Linked DNA regions of Aedes aegypti: region 1 is linked to region 2. Evidence: chromatin contacts called from public Hi-C data. All regions are on one chromosome and are shown on one strand. Each heading gives the region's core, a stretch centred on a gene start, on an enhancer-like site or on the middle of the called end of the contact. The rest is flanking DNA. Distances are from core to core; before and after follow the strand shown. Region 1 holds the start of LOC5571293 (glycerol-3-phosphate dehydrogenase [NAD(+)], cytoplasmic). Region 2 overlaps LOC5571293 (glycerol-3-phosphate dehydrogenase [NAD(+)], cytoplasmic).

The links. A called contact is a pair of places that touch in the nucleus more often than the background predicts.
Region 1: a Hi-C map of whole pupa shows a contact between it and region 2, with 2.5 times the contacts expected there. The contact joins the promoter of LOC5571293 here to the enhancer-like site in region 2. A contact is called at or near these places in 2 of 2 Hi-C or Micro-C datasets (whole body and whole pupa).

What each region holds. Positions count from the first base shown.
Region 1 is chr2:21,156,049-21,160,709 of AaegL5.0, forward strand. LOC5571293 (glycerol-3-phosphate dehydrogenase [NAD(+)], cytoplasmic) reads right to left here and starts at 3,162. Exons shown (of 6, transcript XM_021840158.1): 1 at 2,730-3,162. The coding sequence starts at 2,773.
Region 2 is chr2:21,113,763-21,118,103 of AaegL5.0, forward strand. LOC5571293 (glycerol-3-phosphate dehydrogenase [NAD(+)], cytoplasmic) reads right to left here. Exons shown (of 6, transcript XM_021840158.1): 3 at 1,367-1,946; 4 at 1,157-1,310. Among protein-coding and RNA genes, the nearest start is that of LOC5571294, 32 kb to the left of the region's middle. Within about 2 kb of position 3,024, at least 2 of the 3 cell types and tissues checked have open chromatin away from gene starts, as enhancers often do.

The DNA of each region.
Region 1 (4,661 bases), core at 1,912-4,411, 42 kb after region 2:
CCCTACCTTAATTAATAGGCGATTTTTTCGATTTATTTTGACCTCGTTAATATTTGACATCAAATATATATAACAAAAATAATACTTTTCATTCTTTTTATCCTTGCCTGTAATGTATAGTTGTATAGCCTAAATTTGAAGACATAGCTTTTTGATCTATGGGGAGCCGGATCCTATTCTTGACATGTTTGATTCACTTTGGCAGTGGGGTTTTTCGAAAGCTACTTAGTTCATATTTGGCCACAATGTGCGTCGTACTGTAGTGTCTCTTTTTGAAAAATTTCATATGATTCGGCCGAGAAAAACCTCCCATGAATCATGGAAGTGCCCATGTAGCTCTGCACCCTATCATGCGATTCTTTTCTAATTAAAGCTAAGTATGCTGTTTCGCTCAGGAAAAGTAAAGAAATTTCTTGACTGAAAGGGTCAAGAAATTTCCTACAGAGAGCCCCCTTTGAAGTAACATTTCTTCTCAACTGCGTACTGCGATCAGAAAAAAGAGATTTTCTTGACCATTTCTTGGGAGAAATTTTCCACGCATCGAGATAGGCGATTCCTTTTCTTGTCAGTAGCAAACCGGTCTTAAATCACAAATAAATGGAATACCGCCGGTTCAAAATTATTTCTGGTTGGCAAATTTGACGACGTTTTAGAGATTATTTACATATTTGTCAAACTCTCAGCTATTAACTGTAGAAATGCTACTGAAAAAGGTCGTCGATAATGGAAGATTTGGCCTTCCGGGTAATGGTGCATTCCGGTGAATAGTACGTTCCGGCAAATGTTTTTTTCCGGGTAATGGTATTCCGGGTCGTCAATCATATACACACAAAAAAAGTTACACGCATATAATTGTCCAAAACGACGTATCTAACGCTCGGAAGGATTTAAGAAAAATGCGATGCAATATATTCCATTTTTTCATTGCTGTATCTACTACAGTTGATATAAGAACACTGTTTCTAGCCCTATTAAACAATGCCAAGCTGTTTTGAGTTAGGTTGATCAAATTATCGAATAACCCTTTCTGATTTATGCTTGTCAGTGCGTGCATACAAAGAGCAGCTCAATTATTAAAGCCGAAGATTTTCAAATCATACAAAAATAAATAAATAAATATTACTGAGGCCACCGATTTGAAAACGGTCTGCGGCAAAGTTGTAGCTGACTAATATATCTAACAGTATCGGCGTTGCTCTAACTCTCAAGCGCACGTGACCAAACACTGACCTTGCTTTTCCCATAGTAATTCTCATACTAACTACAAGGTTTTGTGCAGTCGTAGTTTTTATCCAAATGAGCTCAAATGTTGGGAGGAAGCTCAGAATTTGATCTAGAATCCAATGATCGGTGTGGAGCAAAACACAATTTTTTGAACCACCCTATGAATCAGTGAAAAAATCAACAATCATCGTATATCAACCCGGTATATTTAGCCAAAAACATGGTATCTTCTATAGCGACAGTTAGTTAGAAACTGCAAAAACAAAATTATTGGATGCGTCAAACTAAGCACAACATATTCCTGCTACTTTTTCAAATCTCATAATTTACATATAGTTTTACAAAACTTAACACCACAAACAAAGAGTGCGAAACAGTAACAAATGTGCATATGAGCTTAATTTTGAATGATTGTTCTGATTTTTTTTAATAAGACTAATAAACATGATCCTGATCTCGTATTTAATCACTTTTTTAATATATTTGAGTTCTTCATAGTACAGAGTCTATGAAAATAATTAGCAATTGACGAAAAATCGAATGCATTCTGGCAGAGCACTTTTCTTCACCGGTAATGTATCCAACTGACCTCTAAGGACGCATATTCTAAAGAGATGATAAGATCACTGATAGAATTAAGGCCATGTTACCTTTACACCTATCAATCCCTTTTATTCATTATGGTGGATAACATGTCATACAAATTTTAATAATTGTAATGGAGTAGCTATATCTTTTCCAATAAGTTCGACAAGCTTTTTTTGCTGTGTCAAAATTCGTAATTTATAACACATCTTGTACAACGTGATAATTTCCACCATTAATTACTAAGACTACCTTTCACAAGCCGCAAAATATTGTAAGTAATCAATCTTCTTTTCAAGGACAAAAAAAAGTGTCTTGAATGGTCAAGGTCCCGCTGAGCAGTTTTTTCCTGCTTATTCTATTGGGGCAAGACATTCAGATTTGACGATGCATCATCAGCCACCAACCAACGATCTTTCGCACGCTCTCTCTAAAGTTAGCTAACCAACCATCGCGAAGAAGATTTCGAACCAATATAATTTTACAATCCATCTCATATTGTATTGCGAACGGTGGTCGACACACTTTTTTGATAAATTCGCAACAGTGTGATGTAAACAAACTTTTGGACGCTTTTCGCGTTTCGTTCATTTAAATTTGACCGTACGGGGGCCGTATTCGAATTCGTGGGACATTAAAATTCAGTGACCTACTATTGACTACGAGATTCCCTTTTATCACAAAAAAGTCTTTTCATTATCCGCCATTATCACCAACCAAAGAAGAAAGCATAATCGGTTGTGATCCTTTGTTCGTTCCACATTTCGCCATTAGCACCCTATAGGTTTTGAGGTTTACGTAACAATATCCTGAAAAAGGTTTGCCCTACAGCTAAATCCCCAGAACATAATAAGACGCATTACCATTTGAGATGATTTTTTGCGCTTAAAGAATTTATCTATAACTATCCCATCACTTACCAGTTTCCTGATCCAACGATACACACTTTCACTTTATCAGCCATGATAAGAAGGGAAGATTCGAAGGGAACGAACTAGACACAGAAAAGAAAAGCACAACTTCCGCTGACAAACTCCGAAGGAATACTGCGGCCAACCAAGAGCACTGGTGACACAATCCGTAGACACAAAATGTAAGAGGCAGTCTTTATATAACTTCGTGTGGCGCGCGACCAAAACAACGCTTCTATCTTTAAAACCGACCGCGACCAAATACTCGGAGCTGGCTATACCTATGAGTGATAATAGAACCGATTGCACTGCACTTCCAACTGATGTTGATGGGGTAGGGATTTCCTACAAACTTTTCTAGCCCTGCTGATAGAAGTTGAATTTAAAATTGTAGAACCTCGAACCGAAGCGCACGAATGATGGAAGAGAACTAAACTGCCTGACAGAACTGGCGCAGCCGAACAAGAATCCCGAGCCCGACGCGGATGGACACACACACCACTACACAACACAAACGAAAGAAAAACAACAGAAATATGATGACGTTTCATTTGCAGCACAGACAAATAGACAAACGCTGAAGGACAAATTGTCTGGTGGTTGAAAATCAAAAAGTGCAACTCTAAATTTGTATAGGTGTTTCAATATTGTTATGAAATTTTCATTTAAAATCCATAAAAGGTTGAATAATGTGAAATACACATTTAAACATTTAAATGATACGCACAAAATCGAACTCTTATGAACTAACACATAACGTGTGTAACGCTATGGACCTATGCACGAGTTCACTATGAACCAATGCACGTGTTCACTAGTTGACGTTTTAGCGGTGCCATGTTATTTACGTGACCAAGGCAACGAGTGAATTTGGCACCGCTCAAACGTCAAATTAGTGAACTCGTGCATCGGTCCATTTGACGTTTGAGCGGTGCCGTGTTATTTATGTGACCATGGAAACCAGTGAATTCGGCACCGCTCAAACGTCATATTAGTGAACTCGTGCACAGGCTTTATTCTGCTCATCTTGATCTGATAGATGAAGCGACCTCGTACGCTCACAACAATTATGAACCAGCATTCGCTGTTGGTTGAATAATCCGTGGCTGAGAGAGTAAAGAGAAACGTTGGCTCTATCCAAACGCACATCTTCCATTTGACAGCTCTAGCTTACTGCGAGGCTCTGCAAACACATCATCATTGCTTTTGGGATGAACTGAGGTTGGTTTCTCCGTCAACACAAGAGCATGATTTCGCTGTCCTCTTTGCCCTTTTGGGCAAAGAGCTACAAAGAGACAACGAAGAGCTGTCTGGAAATGCTCTTCCCCGAACTGAGAAATGGGAAAACATGCTCTCCCCCTAACTGAGAAAGGGAAAAAATAATCTCCTTCTCTTTTAAGCACTGAGGTTGTCAAAACAAGCTCTTCTCCACTGTGGGAATGAAAATAACAAAACACAAACGTGTGAACTCTTCATCCCGCAGAGCTCGTACGCTCACTTTGTGTGTGGGTAAAATCGCTTCTCTTTGGTAGTTGATCATTAAAAGGGGGAGAAAGAGGATAAGTCAAGAGCAAGGAAGAAGCCTGCTCGTGCATCGGTCCATTCTGAAAACAGATGTCCCTTTGTTGTTTTTTTCTTTGGGCACATGCATTTATTTCATAAAGCTAAGTATGCTGTTCCGCTCAAGAAAAGTAAAAATTTCTGCCCAAAAAATGGTCAAAAAATTTCCTACAGTGAGCTCCATTTGAATAGGGTCCTAAAGCCCTGTTCCAATTTTAGTGCCAAACGCTTAAGTTTAGGCCAATAGCACATGTTTACTCAATTTTCTAATGTTTTCCGTTGGTTTGAGTCCAAAAAACATTTATTTAGATTTTGTCACACTCCTTGGCTTAAACTCAAATTTTGGGTGTATTTTGTTTTCCGTGTCCCTTCCGAAATGTC
Region 2 (4,341 bases), core at 1,774-4,273:
GAATAGCTTCATGGTATCTTCAGCAAAGTTATAGATTTCAACGAGATGAACAAGTTTGCTGAAGACAGTTTTTGTGTAAGGCTATCAGATTTTGCGATAAATCGTTTTGAATTTTTCGTCAAAAATTACACTTCAGTTAAACCGTTATTACTCATAAACTCGTGATTGGAAAAATTATTCAAAAATATATGTTAAAATTCAAGTTATATCTGAGGTTCTGTGGAAATTTCATTCGAATCGGTCTATAAATAACTGAGATCTAGCTTACCAAAGTTGGTCTTTTTGTATGGAAAATCGAAAAAGTTGCAAATGTTTTGTCCAATACTGTAGATGTCTCCTGCCAGAAATTCCTCAAGGTTTTCAAGGGGAATTAACAAAGGATTTAACCAATACCATCATAAATTGTTCTATAAACCCGGCAAAGATCATACATACTTGCTGAGAACCGCCACAGTTGCAATCATGCAACAATTTTGACTGAAATTTATCAAGAAGCTTGTAAAAATGCGTTGAACACTTAAAAAAAACTATCAAAAATCTATCCAGAAAATCCACCAACATCTCTCTAAGAACGAATCTTGGATCAAAGGAAACAATCCGGCAAGGTTCTAATCGGCAAATTCGCAATTTTTTTTTCCGAAGATCGTCAAAAATTTGACATAGTTTACATCAAGGACCTTAGAAGTAATTTGTTGCATGTTCTTTTTTCGAGAAATCGTCAAGAATCTCGCACAACGGATCTCAAAAAGACTCTCAATCGAATTCCGTTGAAGTTTTCGACTCCAACTCAACGATGAATAAACTAATTGAATAGTCGGATTAATCATGTAATTTTCTTCTAAACGACTGAAGATCTTCAAAATTGATCAGAAGACGGCGATCAAAAGTGAGGTTAGGTAACGAAAATTTTTCAAATTGAAATTAATATTTGCTGTTTCCTGTGCCTTAAATTGCAGAAATCTTGTAGTGATTTTCCTTCCAAATTTGTCACTAAAATTTCTGATTAAGAGGCACTAATCCCTATTCTAAAAGAGCACAATCTACCCCCATTGCGTTAGATCACCAATAACCTGCAGTATGAAAATAATATCACCAACTTACAATGTTAATGCTGAAATATCCTTTGATAAAGATAATAATTCGCAGTTCTACTCACTTGTCTTCCATGCCTTTGTTCTTCAGCATAAAGTTAACCTCCTCCGCAGTGATCGGGCCCTGTAGTTTCTGACCGTTCAGCATCTCATCTTCGAGTTGCTTGATCGATTTTCCGGTCTTCACGAATGCTTCCGACACCTTACGATTACGGCCACCTAAAATAAGCCCATTTAAATTTCCACTCCAGTTACCATCCTGAGGCACCACATACCGTAGCAAGTGGTGATCAGATCGGCCACGCCGCAGCTCTCGAAGAACGTCGACAGCTTGCTACCCGGGTAGAACACGTCCACGAACTTGATCATCTCCATCAGCCCTAACCGGATGACGGCCGCCTTGGTGTTGTCGCCCAGTCCCATACCGTCCACGAACCCGGCCCCGCATGCAACGATGTTCTTCAGGGCACCGCAAATTTCCACCGCATCGACGTCATCTACCACCACCACTCGGAAGTTGGGCGTCTGGAACAGATCCCGCAGCGTTTGGGCGATCTTCATGTCCCGGCAACCGATCGTAGTTTCGCAGAACTTTTCCTCTGCGACCTCACCGGCCAGATTGGCTCCCATCAGCACTGAGCAGGGGATCTTCAGGTGCTTGGTGATGATGTGGGAAATCAGTTCCATGCCACCGCCCTCGGCAACATCGAAGCCCTTGATCAGCGAGAGACCGACGGCTGAGGTTTTGATTTTGCCAAGCAGCTGGGCTCCCAGACCCCGGATGAACTGATGTGGCACGACGAAGATGAGGATGTCGGCATCCTTGGCAGCTTCCACGACGTCCGGAACGGCGACCTTTAAAAGAATACGGAGAAGATACCATTAATACTCAGCTCGAATTTTTTACCTCAACTTTTATTTAGGCCTGACGGCGTCTAACGGGGTTAAAATCATGTTAGAAGCGTAAAATTCGCGGTTTGATAAAGTCTACACTCATGCCGAACCCTTTAAACCATGATCTATTCGAAAGCTGCCCAAATCTCCTTCATTTAATTTTTGTTGCCAACTGATTGTGAATTGCTGGCGAGCGATTGTGAAAACATCATTGAAGGCGATACACCTTAGTAATTGAGTCCGCCTTCTCATTGCCCGGAATCGAGCAATGAGAAGAGACCCAAACAAAGTTGATGGTGTGATTCGGTAGAGCCCTCAAAATAAATCGTATTTTTTGAACAAATAGCTTCTATTGAGCTAAGGCTATCCCTGAAAAAGAAGTATTGAACAGAGGGAAGCGAGGCAATTAGCTCTAATGCGTAGTGTATCGCCAGTAATTCGGCGACATATACGGAATAAGGACTCTGAAGTTTGAATGAAACTTCATTAAATACCTCAAATCCAGAGGAATAATTTGTACTTGACGCGTTGGTGTAAAACGTTCTGTCACTGCTGATTTGACCGTACTTGCCTGCAAAAGTTAGTGTTATATACTCCGAAAGGAGTGTATCTGGGATTTCGTGGATTTTTTGCTTCATGATCAGATCAACACATATAGTAAAACTGGAAAAGACTGGGAAGCAACTACCATGGGATGTATTCGAGGGGGATTATTCTTTAGAGTCATGTATCAGTAGAACATTGAACTCATAAAGACAATACTCAGCTCAAATCTTGGTGATCAATCACTTGAGAGCTATGGGACATTAATGAAAATATACATCAATCTCACTGCCACGTTGGGTGACCTTCATTGTGGCAATTTTCCTCCACTTTCAAGCATCGTCGACAGAACGAAGCTATAGAAGAAAGATAAGTGACTTGAACCCGTACCTTTCCCCTGGCGGTACTACTGGTTGTTTGTTTGTTACACACCTACAGATAATCAGAAGCAACAAAAAAGTAAGCTCCTCGGTTGTTACACAATATGTGTTTGACTCACATTCTGCCGTGTGGCACAGTAAACAGTCACATTTCGCAAACTTGACTGCTCCTTATGTGCGCTGTTCTGAAAGTCAATGGCCACAATGTGAAGTGGACAGTAGGTGCAAGTTGAACTTGTGCCTGCATAATGCTTGTAAATCTATGTCGAGCAATCCCACTGCTTTTAGAACACAAGTAGGTATTGGTGAAGATAAGCACCATCAATATAAGTCCGAGCCACAATCAGCCGGCTTTGACGCTGAGCAGATTAAAATACAGCAACGTTAAGTACGCTGATAAAAGGTCAGCATGCATCATACTAAGATGACAGGGCTGGTGGCGACTAAGTGTCTTGGAATCTTTGGAGACTTCAAGACAGAAAAAATACCCAAAAGAGACAAAACAGGAACTACAAAGGGACCAAACTGGGGCAAAGATAACAAAAAGAAAACAGAAGATAGGAGTATTCTTGTGGGTTTATAAGAGTTAGAACAGGCTTTTCACTAAGAATATTTTTAAGTTTTTGGGTATTCATTCAAATAAAGATTTTTAATTCCCGGATGGTAAAATAATTCTGCATCAAGTCATTGCATCCATTTTCGATATCTTCCTTTGATACAAAATGGTCGAATTTTGAGGGACTTACTCTAACTCATATGTATATGAATTATTTTTAATTAAACTTATAAAATACTGTGAGCTAAAAACGGTTTGAATTTTGAAACAGATATGAACTATTATTTGGAATATTTAAGAGACCACTAGAATTCATTGGAATTTTAGAGATTTTGGAACTATATTAATAAATTTCTGCTCTCTATCTAAATTTAAATAATACCTCCACAAAACGGCAAAGTTCAAAAGCCAACCTTTTCAAAATGCCTTCGGAATTATGCATTAGCCATGGACCTCCTATGAAGTTGTCTATAATTGTTTGACATATATCCAAAATAACATCTTCCAAGCGTTTTTGTCAAAGATTTGGCCAAGAATGTAAAAAACACCAAAAGGACCTCGCTATTTATTTATCCATTAAAGATCTAGCCATGAAAAATTACAAGGAATTTGTTGGGAATGATTGAAAGAAATCACTGTAAATCTGTAGAAGACCATATAAAATTTCGTCAGGAGCCTCATTAGAACTTTTTCATAGATCTAAGAAGAGTCAAACTAGTAATCCAGACAAGGCTTCACCAATAATCATTATAATCAATAACCCAAGAAATCCGCCAAACGGTATTCTCAATGAATCTGTTCAGGATTTCAGTAGGTCTTTTAATAGATTTCCATTTTTGTTTTGTGGCTCAGCATTTCGCCAATCTCTACGAATCTA